Regions from separate parts of the Mus musculus genome. Here regions 1, 2 and 3 are each linked to region 4. The links are chromatin contacts, called in public HiChIP or PLAC-seq and capture Hi-C maps. All regions are on one chromosome and are shown on one strand. Each heading gives the region's core, a stretch centred on a gene start, on an enhancer-like site or on the middle of the called end of the contact. The rest is flanking DNA. Distances are from core to core; before and after follow the strand shown.

Region 1 (2,988 bases), core at 167-2,666, 630 kb before region 4:
GTCACTGCATGTGACTGTGTTCAGACACGTGGCTGATTCACCTTCTGCTCTGGGGACCAGTGGATTCATTTCTATCATCACAGTGGACATTTGAAATTCTCTGGTCTTGTACAGAGCAGTTTGGCTTTCTGCACAGCATCCCTCTCTGCCTTCCACTTTGACAGTCACCAAGCCACCTGGAAAACTCCCTAAGCAAAGAGCCTTCCACACCAATAAAAGTTGGGTGGTTACCTCCAGCATAGCAAACAGATTGAGACTGGATATAAATCTTTCTTACTCCTCACACATGGAAATAAAGGCATGCTTTGTTGTTGTTGTTTTTTTGTTTTTTTGTTTTTTTTTCAGTTCTATGAAATATTACAGGGATGTTTTGGCCTCAAATTCGCAGGCATGTCAACATCAGACCGTCTGTACAGAAACTTGGGAGCCACCACAACATGAGCCTACTTCATCTAACTCTATGTTTGTGTCTACTGACATCCATTCGGGGACACAAACACTATTGATGGTCGCCTCCACTCACAGGTCAGGAAATGCTGACTGACTGATCTTCCCCTTGCTCCAGGGATGAAGGGACCCATATTCTTTGAAACCAATCTTATCGTACTGCTTGGGACAGTGGCATTGGGTCGTTTCTGAGATGGCTGACTGCTCCCCCACCCCCAATTCCCATCTGCTGGTATTCATATTCTTGTGTAATTCTTTCATCACGAATGGTAGATGGATGTACATGTTGCTATCAACAAATCAAATATGGTAAAAATGATAGGACATCCAGACCAAGACTAGGCTATCAAAAGCTGTGATTTCCCCTGCCGCTACTTTCCTTGGCTTGCTCTGATGACACCAGCTGCCTTGATTTCATCTGTCTGTGGAAAGTATCCTGTGGCAAGGCAAACAGTGCTATCCGGACAATGGCCCACGAGAAAGGGAAGCTCTGCCTGGAAACCAAAGCCTCTCACCTCAGCTGTACGACTGAGTGAAGCCATACTTGGGTCTCTGACTCACTGGAGCTGAGAGAGGAGGTAGGTGTTTTGTTTTACGCTATTGCATTTTGGGGGACATTTTCCTACAGCAATAGACAATAGAACAGGCATATCCTTAGTTCCAATCATTGGTGTCTGAGTCTTCATGTTCAGGATCCAGCCAATGGAAGGCCTCTGGTGGGAAAAGAGAGAGAGGCCAGGTGAAAGGGAAGCTTACTGTCTGTCACAAAGAAGACAGGGGAGCGGTTGCTCTCTTACATGGTCACCCTTACCTCAAAAGATGGTGGCTTCCTTCTCACACATGAAAAGAAACATTTCTTAGCATTTAGTGCTCTACTTCAGCAGGCCTAATGTGTTCAGAGATCTCGGCTTAGGACCCTCCCTGCAGAAACCTTGGCAGCACCCTGCTGTAAAACAACATCTCTATTCAAGTCTGTTACCGGTCCCTTTGGCTATGCAAATGTTTGGGTCAATCCTTTCCACTTAAGACATCCATTGAATCCCACCCCTCCCATCTGGATTTCCTAAGCCACTTTCCTTTTGTCCTTTGCATCTCCTAAAGACTTCCAGCTGTCCCAAACCACAGCTAGGGCTGAGGATCAAACCCCCAAGGGTCCAAGGGAGGACTTGGCTCTGAACTTTCTCCTAAACGACATAATTTTTAAGCATGTTTATTATAGCTTTCCAGGAGAAGAGGAGAAGAGATGTTCTTTAGTTTGTGAGCACAGGTTAAAAAGTAATTGAGACTAAATAAGTAAAAAAAAAACCACCTTCAATCAAAGAAACATTCTGTAAGCTGAAATATTGTGTGTTTGTGTGATGGCGCGTGTATATCTTCATACAGAAAACGTCACTATCGTTAGGAAATGTCACGCAAAATAACAAACACACCTTTTTCAATCTGGTTATAAATATGCAGAATGGAGTTTATTTTACGAAAGCGTTACACGCTTCCAACTGATGATATATCAATAAAGCTCTCGCTCCGAGATGTCATTAAAGCCGCATTTGTTCATTTCTATTTATTACGGGGGGGAAAACAAAATGAAAAAAGTGGGTTTGAGTCATATTTCCTGTGAGTTCATCATCTGCTGGCACATAACACTTGTGAATTTTATTCAATTCATTTAAAATGATTTCTAACATGCAGCCAGAAAGTTAAGGGCGTCAAGGAATGCAAAAGAATCAGCAGCCATCCAAGATTTCTCAGGAGACAGATTCAGAATCGCAACGAAGGGAGCTTTTCCTTAAGGAGCTGTGTCTTAGAAAAATTACCTCTGATGAACCAGGATGCTTCCTCAGACACTCGGCTCATTTGTGTTTTGATATCAGGAGGCTCCAATGACCTTCTGAAGGTTGATATTTTTCTCCTTTCTATTTTTCTTATGAATAGGTCAGACACGAGCCAGGATCTATGACTTTCCTTCCGAACACACAGTTCTTCTTGTTTATTCCCTAGATGTGTGATTACAAAGAAGTCAGCTAGGTGAGAGTGCTGGGGGCAGGCGGTGAATCTTCATCCAGAATTTGAACAAAGCCTATCAGGGGCTGAGCCCACGCAGGTAGATACTCAGAAGTGGATTTTAAAAGAGGAAAAGCCAACAGCCAGCAAATCAAAGCAGGGCGAGAAGAGACCTCACCTCCTTTTCAGCAATCTCTCAATTGTCCCAGAGTTGAAATTCTAGAAAAAATATTTTCTCTATACTTTTTCTATTTGAGGATACTCTTATAGAGGGCAGGTAGCCTTGCCAGGCAGTGGTGGCACACACCTTTAACCCCTGCACTTGGGAGGCAGAGGCAGGCAGATTTCTGAGTTTGAGGTCAGCCTAGTCTACAGGGGGAAACCCTGTCTCGAAAAACCAAAAAGAAGAAGAAGAAGAAGAAGAAGAAGAAGAAGAAGAAGAAGAAGAAGAAGAAGAAGAAGAAGAAGAAGAAGAAGAAGAAGAAGAAGAAGAAGAAGAAGAAGAGAGCTTACAGTAGATGTCCTGGAACTGAGTCACCA
Region 2 (3,092 bases), core at 354-2,853, 820 kb before region 4:
ACACTTGCATCTTGAGCAGCCGGTCTGCATTTCCCTGCCACATCTTTCACGGAGGAGGAAGAGGTGGAGGAGCGGGCTGAGCCTTGTAATCGCCGTCATGACTTTATCGTCGCATATATGTCTCAGTTAATGCCGACATGATTGTTCCTGATGATGTAACCTGAGCTAAGACTTTTCATAGCTGAGGACTGATCATTCCAATAATGGAGATCTTAAGGAAATATGGGTCCCCCGCCGCCTTCCAGAGGTCAGAGCAGAGAGGAGACAGGATGAGGTAAATAAAAACCAAAATAGAACTGCAGCCTGCTATTTTAGAAGACACAATCTTAATTTTTGTTTTCCCTTAAAAAGAGAACTTTCTTTGGAATTTCTTTTATAATAAATATCAATAAAATGGTTGGGGAGTTTGGAAAAAAAATCCATGTTCTTTGGATGTGACTTTCAGGTGAAGTTTTATAAAATTTCTCTGTAGTCTACCATGAGCATTTTTACAATATTCAGAAATAAATTATATCACTTCGCATTATAAATCGTTATTAAAATGATCTGTAGTGTAACTAGCCGGGAACTTAAACATAACTGTAAAAATGGAAATAAAAATCTATTAATGCAATAAACCTACTTAATAAAAGTTACTTTCATATTCAAAAACAAAATATTAAGGCGTGCTTCAGATCTGAAAGTCAAAAATGAAGGAATAAATTAGCCGGGGTTAAGAGCCTTGCAGCAGCTGACTAACAAAGCTCCCGGGGATTATAAAATTTCATGCTCTCGTAATAAAAAGGATAAAGGATCGGCTAGAAGACCACTAAAAGTTCAAATAAATGAACATAAGAGAGAGGAGAAAGTCTGACAAGACGGAGACCGCTAATGTGTGAAGGCTGAAGCGACGGAATTAAAGTGCTGGAGACCGGAATTAAATGCAAAATGAATTCGGGGAGGAGATTAATAGAAAATTATAAAGGTAAATGAGTTCGGTTTCAGGGTTTCAGAAAACTTTAGATATCTCATTATTTTTCTTAGCACTTAAAGAGAGGCAGAGAAAGACAAATTAAAACTGGGCATAAGCCATACTGGAGTGAGTGGGAGAACCGATAATTTCCTTACCTGAAACCGCCCCTCCCCGTATTCCCTAGACTTGACCTTCAGTTATTCAGTACCACAAAACAGCCCCCAGTGTAGCAAGTCCTCCCAGAGTCCTTTGCAGCACACTGGGGCTGTGAATCTAAGTTTTTGTTTAATTATGTGGGAATATATTTAAAAGGAGCCGACTCTATGCCTCTCTCCTTCCATTCTTCCGGATCGTATGATACCTGATGGCAGCGGGTACTTCCAGCAACAGTTTTGGACCACTTGATGGTCATGGGAAGGAAAATTATATGGAGAAATGACAGGGTGGAAGGAGGCTGGGACACTGCTGCTGTGACCCCGGGTTTCCTAGTTCCAGACTTAAAAAACTCCACCCGATGTGATTTTGAGTTACATCCTCCAAGTCAAAGGAGATGTTATTGGAGAGAATTTCTGCCTTCAGACCTGAGCTTCAGTGGCAGAGGCGGGGTTGTGGTGGGGGTGCTGAGGACGTGACCCTACCGTGAACCGAGGCTGATGCCAGAGGCCAAAAGACTGTAAGCCAGAGTCTACTCCAATTAAAATATGCGGGGGCGGGTGGGGTGGTGGTGGTGTGTGGGAGAGGCAGGGGAGGGATGGGGGAGGCGTAGGTGGGGCTGGAGACTGGTGACGGGGGTGGGGGGGTGGGGTGGGTGGGGTGGGTGGGTGGGGGAGTGGGGGTGGGGGTGGGCCAGGGGTTGGCGGTGTCTGAGGCCATGGTTCATTTGGTGAAATATTTGCCTTGCAAGCACAAGGACTAGACTTCCATCCTCAGAACCCATGTGAAAAACCAGGCATGGTGGTGCATGCTTGCAATCCCAGCACTGGGGAGGCAGAGGCAGAAGGACCCCTGGGCTTCCCTGGCTGCCTGCCTAGCTTACATGGAGAATTATAGGTCCGTGAGAGGCTACTTCTCAAGCCAAAGGGGGAAGGCATCTGAGGGATGACCCCCAAAGTTGGCACACAAACACAGAGAAGAAAAAGCCCATTTTTTTTAAAAATTTGAATATGACTTTGCCTAGAGGGAGCGACGTTTTAATTTCCTTATAGATCAGTACGATCAGGTACTTTGAAAAGTTTTTTTGTTTCTTTTTTTTTTTTTCTTTCTTCTTATAGAAAGACAGAGTAAACGTCAATGCTGCTGACCAAGGTGCGCTTCTCTCACTTGTTTATAGGATCTTGAGGGAGGGCGATGGTGTCCCTGTTGGAGAGGGGAAGCAGACGCTGCATGAACTTTGACCCCATCCTGTTGCCGGCTCAGTATCTCCACTGTGCTCCCGCTCTGTCTGTTGAGGCAGGATCTCATGTAGCCCAGGCTGACCTCCAATGTAGCCAAGGATAATTGTGAACCCCCGGTCCTCTTTTCTCTCTCTCCCAAGTGCTGGGATCACAAGGCAGTACCCTCCCCCAGTTTTATTTGATACTGGATAGAATCCAGGGTTTTACACAGGCAATGCAGGGCCCTACCCTTGAACTCCAGCATGCCCTGCCCCCATTTCCTCTTCCTATCTGTCTACCACAGCAGTAGGAAGGTCCGGGACATTTGTTTGCTCTTCAGGAAACACCTCCCATCTTGGCCGTAGAAGGCATTCTTTGCCCTCAATCCAGATTGAATTTCCTTTATCCCGAAAAACTGGTGACTCACGGAAGTGTTTCCAGAGTGAACATGGTTAGAACTTCTCCAGAACCCTTGGGGGAGAGAATCTTCTAGGCTTTCCCTTCTTGTGTTCTCCAGTAAGTCTCCACAGCATGCATGCCTCTGAGCAGCACTGACTCCTCCCGTGGGTTCCAGGGAGTCTGTGATTGCACGCACCAGGCAGCTTTCTAGTTCCTCCTTCCCACCACTCCGCAATGTTTATTCTCTGAGTCGTTAGTCATGTGCTGGGCCATGGAAATACAGCAGTGACTGAAACCTGCAGAAACTGGTTTATTCATGGCTCTGCCAGTTTGCTGATTCTTAACACGCCCTTATGGGGCAGTTGGTT
Region 3 (2,948 bases), core at 24-2,523, 910 kb before region 4:
CATATCTTCTACTTCCCCAAAGTTATTTCTTATGGGGCAGTGGGCCGTGCCAGGAAACTTGGTAAGGTAGAGCCGGTCTGAGATCCCTGCACCCAGGTACCCACCTGAGAAGGTAGGCGCTCCTTGCTCCCTCCTAGAGTCCTGGCCCGCAACACGTGACCACACTCCCCATGTTGGTCGTGTAGCCCAGAACAGAGTTCTCCATGCTCATGAGGTACCTAGAGGCCCTAAGGGTTTAACCAATAAGCTTCCCTTCCCAGACATTCCTCCCTGTAAAAGGTATTTATTATCTGGTCCACCCCGAGGAGTTGGCATCATCCATTTCCATGGTGAACAGTTGATAAATGATATGGATAAACAAGGACTGTCTCTTTCATCAGGAACCACCATGGGGAGTATAGAGAAGGCCTTTGCTTACAGAGCCACAGTGACAGAAGGCTACTCTGCACTCCCGGACAACTGCTACCAAGCTGAGGACGATCAATCACCAAAGAGCTAAGCCGGAGCTCCCATTTCCCCAGCCCCGGGCTCATCATCGCCCTCAGCCCATGGCCCTGATTCCATTCCCAACTCTTCATGAGCCAGTGGCGCCTGGGTGTCCATGAGTTTGGGAGCACCCCGTCCCGGACTCATTGCAGGCCTGTGGACCCGAGTGCTTCATTCCCAACTTCTCTGTATGGGTTTTCCGGCCCCAACTGGATGCCTGGGTGTCAGGGAACCCAGCTTCGGCCTCCCACATCTTAGGCTGTGTTTTCTTACCCCCTGAGTGGTGTCTAGGCGCTTCCCTAATGCCTAGCATCTGAGGCAGCAGCGCAGGGTAAATGCAGTCTAGTATGCTTCTTGAGTTTACCTCCCCAGTGGTGCCACCCAGCACCCAAGCAGTGGGGCAGAGCACAGACCCACGTCTGGCACTTCCGCATTCTGCCTGCCCAAGCAGAGTATCCCACACCCCAGTGGCGGGGCGGATGTGGACCCACAATTTCTCACTCTGTGAATGTCTTTTTCTGCATATAATCATCATGAATGTATGCATGTGAATGTGTACGCACATACATGTGGAGGCTGAAGGACAATCTGGTGTGGCTGCTTGTATTGCGAATGCTAATTATGTTCCCCATAAAACTGCAAGGAGCTTCTGGGAACCTGCCCCCAGTTGGTTCTGATTGGTAAATAGAGATGCCAGCAGTCAATAGCTAGGAAGGACAGACAGAGGCGGGATTTTAGGACCCTGCCCCCTCTTGGGACCGGAAGCAGAGAGGAGAAGGAGGAGATCCATCAGGTTGGAAGAGTGTGGAGTGACGCCATGCTTGAGAAGAGAGCAGGACAAAAGAGCACGGCCCTGAGGGTTGCCCAACAGGGTCTAGAGCGGCCAAGATAGAACATAGAATTCAGTAAGTAGAAACTTGGCATTTCTGCCGGGAGGTAGATTCTAACAGCATGGAGGTTAGGCAGTGGCCCAGCTCTTGTGCCATTTAAGGCATATTAACATATAAAGGCTGAGTGTGCGTCTTTGGTCTTTCGTTTGGGAACATTAACCATTGGGGATTGGGGCGAGCAAAACCCGGCCACCAGGATTAATATTTAACGTTACAATGTGGAGTGTCAGCCTCAGGATCATCACCCTCTCATTTGATTCAGGGTCTCTGATGGGCCTAGAGCTCCCCAGTTAGGCTAAACTGACTGCTAGTGAGACCCTGGAGCCTCCTTTCTCCACGTCCCCAGTGTTGGGATTACAAGCATGTGTGAGGCCGTTCCCCCTCTCCCTTCTTTATGGCCGTTTTACTGAGGTGGGGAGGAGGGGAGTTCAGGCTACTGTTTCCCATTGGAGACCTTCTGGCGAGCTTTCTACCCGCTTCAGCATATCTCGTGCTTTCCCTTCTGTCTCACTGATCTGCAGAGCGGCAGAGCACCTTGGCTGAACTGTCTTTGAGGACTTTCATTGGGGCTCCAGCTGAGCACATCACAAGGTCGAAGTTCACCAGTGACGTCAGTGTCAGTCAGTGTCACGGGGCACCGGTCACCAGCCGTTTGGTGTCTGTGGTCCCAAAGGCTCTGGTGTTTGAATCCTTGGGCACCAATTGGTTGTTGGAGGAAGTACATCACTGAGGGTGGGGCTTGGGAGTTTCTAGCCTTCCCTCATTTCCGGTCTGTTTTCTCTGCTTCATGCTTGCATTTGTGGGTATAAGCATGTAGCTTCTAGCTCCTGCCATTATGCCTGCAGCTCCCGGCCATGCCTCCTGCCACAATGGTTTTAACCCTGTGGAACCATGGGCTCAATTTTAAATCTTTCCAATCTAGAGTTACCTTGGTCATGGTGGTTTATTACAGCCATGGGGAAGGAGTAGTTTCTATCCCATTTCCTGTCTCTCAGGAGCCAGGAGAAGAGGGACCTGAACAAGAGAGAGAGAAAGAGAGGAGAGGCTGTGGAGATCTCGAGGACAGATTCAGCTAGCCATGACATGCTGTCTGTGTTGTGGTAGTAATGTTCTGAAAATAATCGTTTTTGTTGTTGATAAAGCCTTCTGTAAAATTTCATGCTGAAGATCCCAGGAGTGAGCATCCAGTTCCCCTCATAGTAGTAGAGAGATGCCTCGAAACACACACACACACACACACACACACACACACACACACTCGTGCCAGCAAACCACTCTGGGAAGCCTTTTTTGATAATCTAAAATATCTTTTAACCAGTTTAAAAAAAGTGAGCCTTTGGGTTCATCTTTTGAAAAACAATCGATTTTATATTTAAGCTCGTCTCTGTGTGCGAGCCCAGTAGGCCTTGTGTCCATTCCCTGGTTATGCCATGGTTGGATTCTAAATGGTACATACACTTCACCAGACTTGAAAACTGGTGTCACTCACTCAGGGGTCCTCCGGACTGACCTCCAATCAGCTCCCTTCATTTTGGAGACAGTATTCCCCACTGGTGACTTGTATCGGTACTT
Region 4 (2,871 bases), core at 26-2,525:
GGCCCAGGTCAGCTTCTGCGCTCAGGGTATCCAGGCACCTGTCGTTACACAGTGGGCGAGACTGAAAGGAACGGAGCTTAGCTGAGTGGGTGGGTTAGCGGGACTCAGATGGTGTGAGTGGGGGAGAAATAGCCTTCTCTGGAGATGGTTTTCAGCGAGAAAGCTCTCTTTATCTGAGGGTCAGCAGGGGCTATATAAAGCTTAGGGAGTGGGTAGGGGTTTTACAGTGAATAAGCATCATTGGCTGAGGCTGAGGTTCAAGAATGCTTCATTTACATGCGCTTGCTGGGCACGTCCTAACAGAGAGAGAGGAAGTTTAACCTATACTTCGGCCACCAGGCTACAGGACTATCTCAAGGGTGGTGGAGGTGAAGGTCATAAGGCTTCCATGTAGTGGACATACAGGCCCAAAGCAAGGGGAAGACAGCACTGCGCCTGCAGGGCTCGGGACAAAATTTTCAGGGTTTGGAAACGGCCTCATTCTTGCTCCAGACTGGTTTCCCAGTCACATGACTTTCCAGCCCCACAGTGCTGCTTCAGGCAGGTTTAGGGAAGACTTGCCCAAAGAGGAAGATCTGAACTAAAAACAGAACAAAAGAGAAAAACAGCGAATAGTGATGTCAGGGCATGCTCTAGGGCCTTGTTTTTTAAATGATCTTACAGCAACAGGAGAGGCCGTTCATTCAGGCTGGGGTGTACCACAGTGAAACCTAAGGATTTTCTAATTATTTTTAATTATGACTTCCATTTATATCTTCTATAAATTACAAGAGTTCCAATTGGTCTGACGACAAGGGTTATCGATTTTTTAGACTTGAGAATTAACTACCAATATTTAAAAACCCAAGAAATGGAGTTAAATACATAGATTTCCAACTTCTCAAACTCTTGGGGAAGGCCCACCTTGCCACATAGACTCCCTGGAGCTAAGGACCGTGGTCCCTTTGCATAGGGTACACTTTCTCCAGTTAACTGCCATCCCCACCTCTCCCTGCTTCATATAACCTACTATTTACATATTCAAATGTCTGCATCATGAGTCTAAATTAGTGAGTACAGTAGCACAGATAAAGGCTGAAGGGACTCTGGCCAGCTGGAGCAACTTGCCTCTGGCAGTCCTTGCCCTTCTCCCCCATTCCCTCTGCCTCCCTAAAAACCATTAGATTACATTCCTAAAGCCAGCCACCAAGGTCTATTCCCTTATTTGGCCACTTCCTCCTCCTGAGGCTGACTATCAAGGTCCAGCAATCAAAGTATTGAAGTCCAGCAATGAAAAAGCCCCTTTTGACTCACCTAATTAACATGCCAAATCAAAACCTAGCACAGCCTCCTAGGCCATTCTAACAGCCCTTCTCCTTTTCTCTTCTTAGACGTTGCACCTGCAAGGTCATTTGCCGGTCTGTGTCTGCCAGAGCCACAGAGAGTGGCCGCTCTAACTTTTCTTCCCCCCTTTAATAAAGAATCTCTCTGTGAAAACAAGTGTTTGGGTGTGGCCTGTGCCTAATTCAGGTATAAAAGGAAGCTCCCCTCCCACCCCTGAGACACACACACACACCGAACCACTATGCTGGGATCTCCTTCAAAGGCTATTGCCCTTTGACTATCTCTTGGGATGAGTTCATAGCCCATTAAAACATTTGCCTCACACATAAAGCCCTGGGTTTAATTCCCAACACTACAGAGTCTTGTATAGTCCGTGATGACTCTGACTCCTGATTCTCCTCCTTCCATCCCCCGAGTTGTTCTAGGCCTGGACCACCACACCCAGTTCATGTGGTCAGGAGATCAGCCCGGGATTTATGCACGCTGGGCATGCACACCACCAACGGAGCTACAGCCCCGTTCTTCAGCTTTCTTTTTATTTAACAAACAGTCATAGTGTGTCTGGTATATAAAAGTGAATGTGCTAAGAAAAAAAAAACAGAAATTCAGAGTTAAAAGATACAAGCTTGTCTCTAGAAGCTCACAGATTTCTGGGAAGAAAAACTATAATTATAACAGTACCCTTTAAACACATATTCTATGTAGTCAAAACACTCTGAGATCTGTTGCCTCATCTGGTCCCTCCGGAAACATAAGTATATTGGCTAGTTTTATGTCAACTTGACCCAAGCCAGGGTCATCTGGGAAGAGGCTGTCTTAACTGAGAAAATGCTTCACATAATTGGCCAATAGGAAGTCTATAGGTCATTTTCTTGATTGATGATGAATGTTGGAGATCCAAGCTCATGTGATTAGTTCCACCCCTGGACAGGTGGCCCTGGGTACTGTAAGAAAGCAGGGAGAGCAATTCACGGAAAGCCAGTCTCCTCCAGGGCCTCAGTTTCAGTTCCTGACGCCAGGGTCCTGCCTTGAGTTCCTGCCCTGACTCCCTGGGATTCGGGACTTGGAGCTGTAAGCTGAGATAAGTGGCTTTGTATCATGGTGTTTTAGCTCAGCAATAGAAACCCCAACAGAGACACTCTGGGAAAGCAAACCAGAGTACCGCTGGTGTCAGGCTGGGCGTTTGTAGAAAAATGGACCTGGGTAAGTGAATGTGTTTGCTTAGATGACAAAGCAGCTGAGCCAAAGGAGAGAGAGTCAAACCTCGGGTACTCAGTTCCTCCGGGTTCTCTGCCTGACTCACCTAACACAGTGCTATCCTAGTCAGGAGTTAGCAGACCTGGCTGTCTGCCTGTTTTATAAATAAAGTTTTATTGGGACTCAGCCGTACCACTTGCTTTCATATGTCATGGTTGGTTTTACGCTTTAATGTTAAGGCTCTCAGGATTGCAGTGGGGACTACATACACCCAGGAAAACTAAAATGCCTTTTATTTATCTCTTATGCGAGCTTTTACCAACCTTTGGCCTACATGGTAGATGCTTATTT

The links. HiChIP or PLAC-seq counts read pairs in DNA pulled down with a chosen protein or histone mark. Capture Hi-C pulls out chosen DNA fragments and counts their contacts.
Region 1: a contact with region 4 is called in an H3K27ac HiChIP or PLAC-seq map of embryonic stem cells, with 4 times the contacts expected there. The contact joins two enhancer-like sites. A contact is called at or near these places in 3 of 115 datasets of contacts at active chromatin or transcription factors (all in embryonic stem cells) and 1 of 9 other capture datasets (embryonic stem cells).
Region 2: a contact with region 4 is called in a capture Hi-C map of embryonic stem cells, with 6 times the contacts expected there. The contact joins two enhancer-like sites. A contact is called at or near these places in 8 of 115 datasets of contacts at active chromatin or transcription factors (embryonic basal ganglia, embryonic stem cells, forebrain and 1 more) and 1 of 9 other capture datasets (embryonic stem cells).
Region 3: a contact with region 4 is called in an H3K27ac HiChIP or PLAC-seq map of embryonic stem cells, with 8 times the contacts expected there. The contact joins two enhancer-like sites. A contact is called at or near these places in 7 of 115 datasets of contacts at active chromatin or transcription factors (differentiating embryonic stem cells, embryonic basal ganglia and embryonic stem cells) and 1 of 9 other capture datasets (embryonic stem cells).

The regions. Positions count from the first base shown.
Region 1 is chr2:169,292,130-169,295,117 of GRCm38.p6, forward strand. No RefSeq gene overlaps it. Among named protein-coding and RNA genes, the nearest start is that of Gm46788, 4.8 kb to the right of the region's middle. Within about 2 kb of position 1,417, at least 4 of the 459 cell types and tissues checked have an H3K27ac peak or open chromatin away from gene starts, as enhancers often do. A contact at or near this core is called in embryonic stem cells, where this site is marked.
Region 2 is chr2:169,099,123-169,102,214 of GRCm38.p6, forward strand. No RefSeq gene overlaps it. Among named protein-coding and RNA genes, the nearest start is that of Gm52536, 21 kb to the left of the region's middle. Within about 2 kb of position 1,604, at least 4 of the 459 cell types and tissues checked have an H3K27ac peak or open chromatin away from gene starts, as enhancers often do. A contact at or near this core is called in embryonic stem cells, where this site is marked.
Region 3 is chr2:169,004,763-169,007,710 of GRCm38.p6, forward strand. No RefSeq gene overlaps it. Among named protein-coding and RNA genes, the nearest start is that of Gm33622, 26 kb to the left of the region's middle. Within about 2 kb of position 1,274, at least 17 of the 459 cell types and tissues checked have an H3K27ac peak or open chromatin away from gene starts, as enhancers often do. A contact at or near this core is called in embryonic stem cells, where this site is marked.
Region 4 is chr2:169,918,151-169,921,021 of GRCm38.p6, forward strand. It overlaps a transcript of Tshz2 not described here. Among named protein-coding and RNA genes, the nearest start is that of AY702102, 44 kb to the right of the region's middle. Within about 2 kb of position 1,276, at least 16 of the 459 cell types and tissues checked have an H3K27ac peak or open chromatin away from gene starts, as enhancers often do. A contact at or near this core is called in embryonic stem cells, where this site is marked.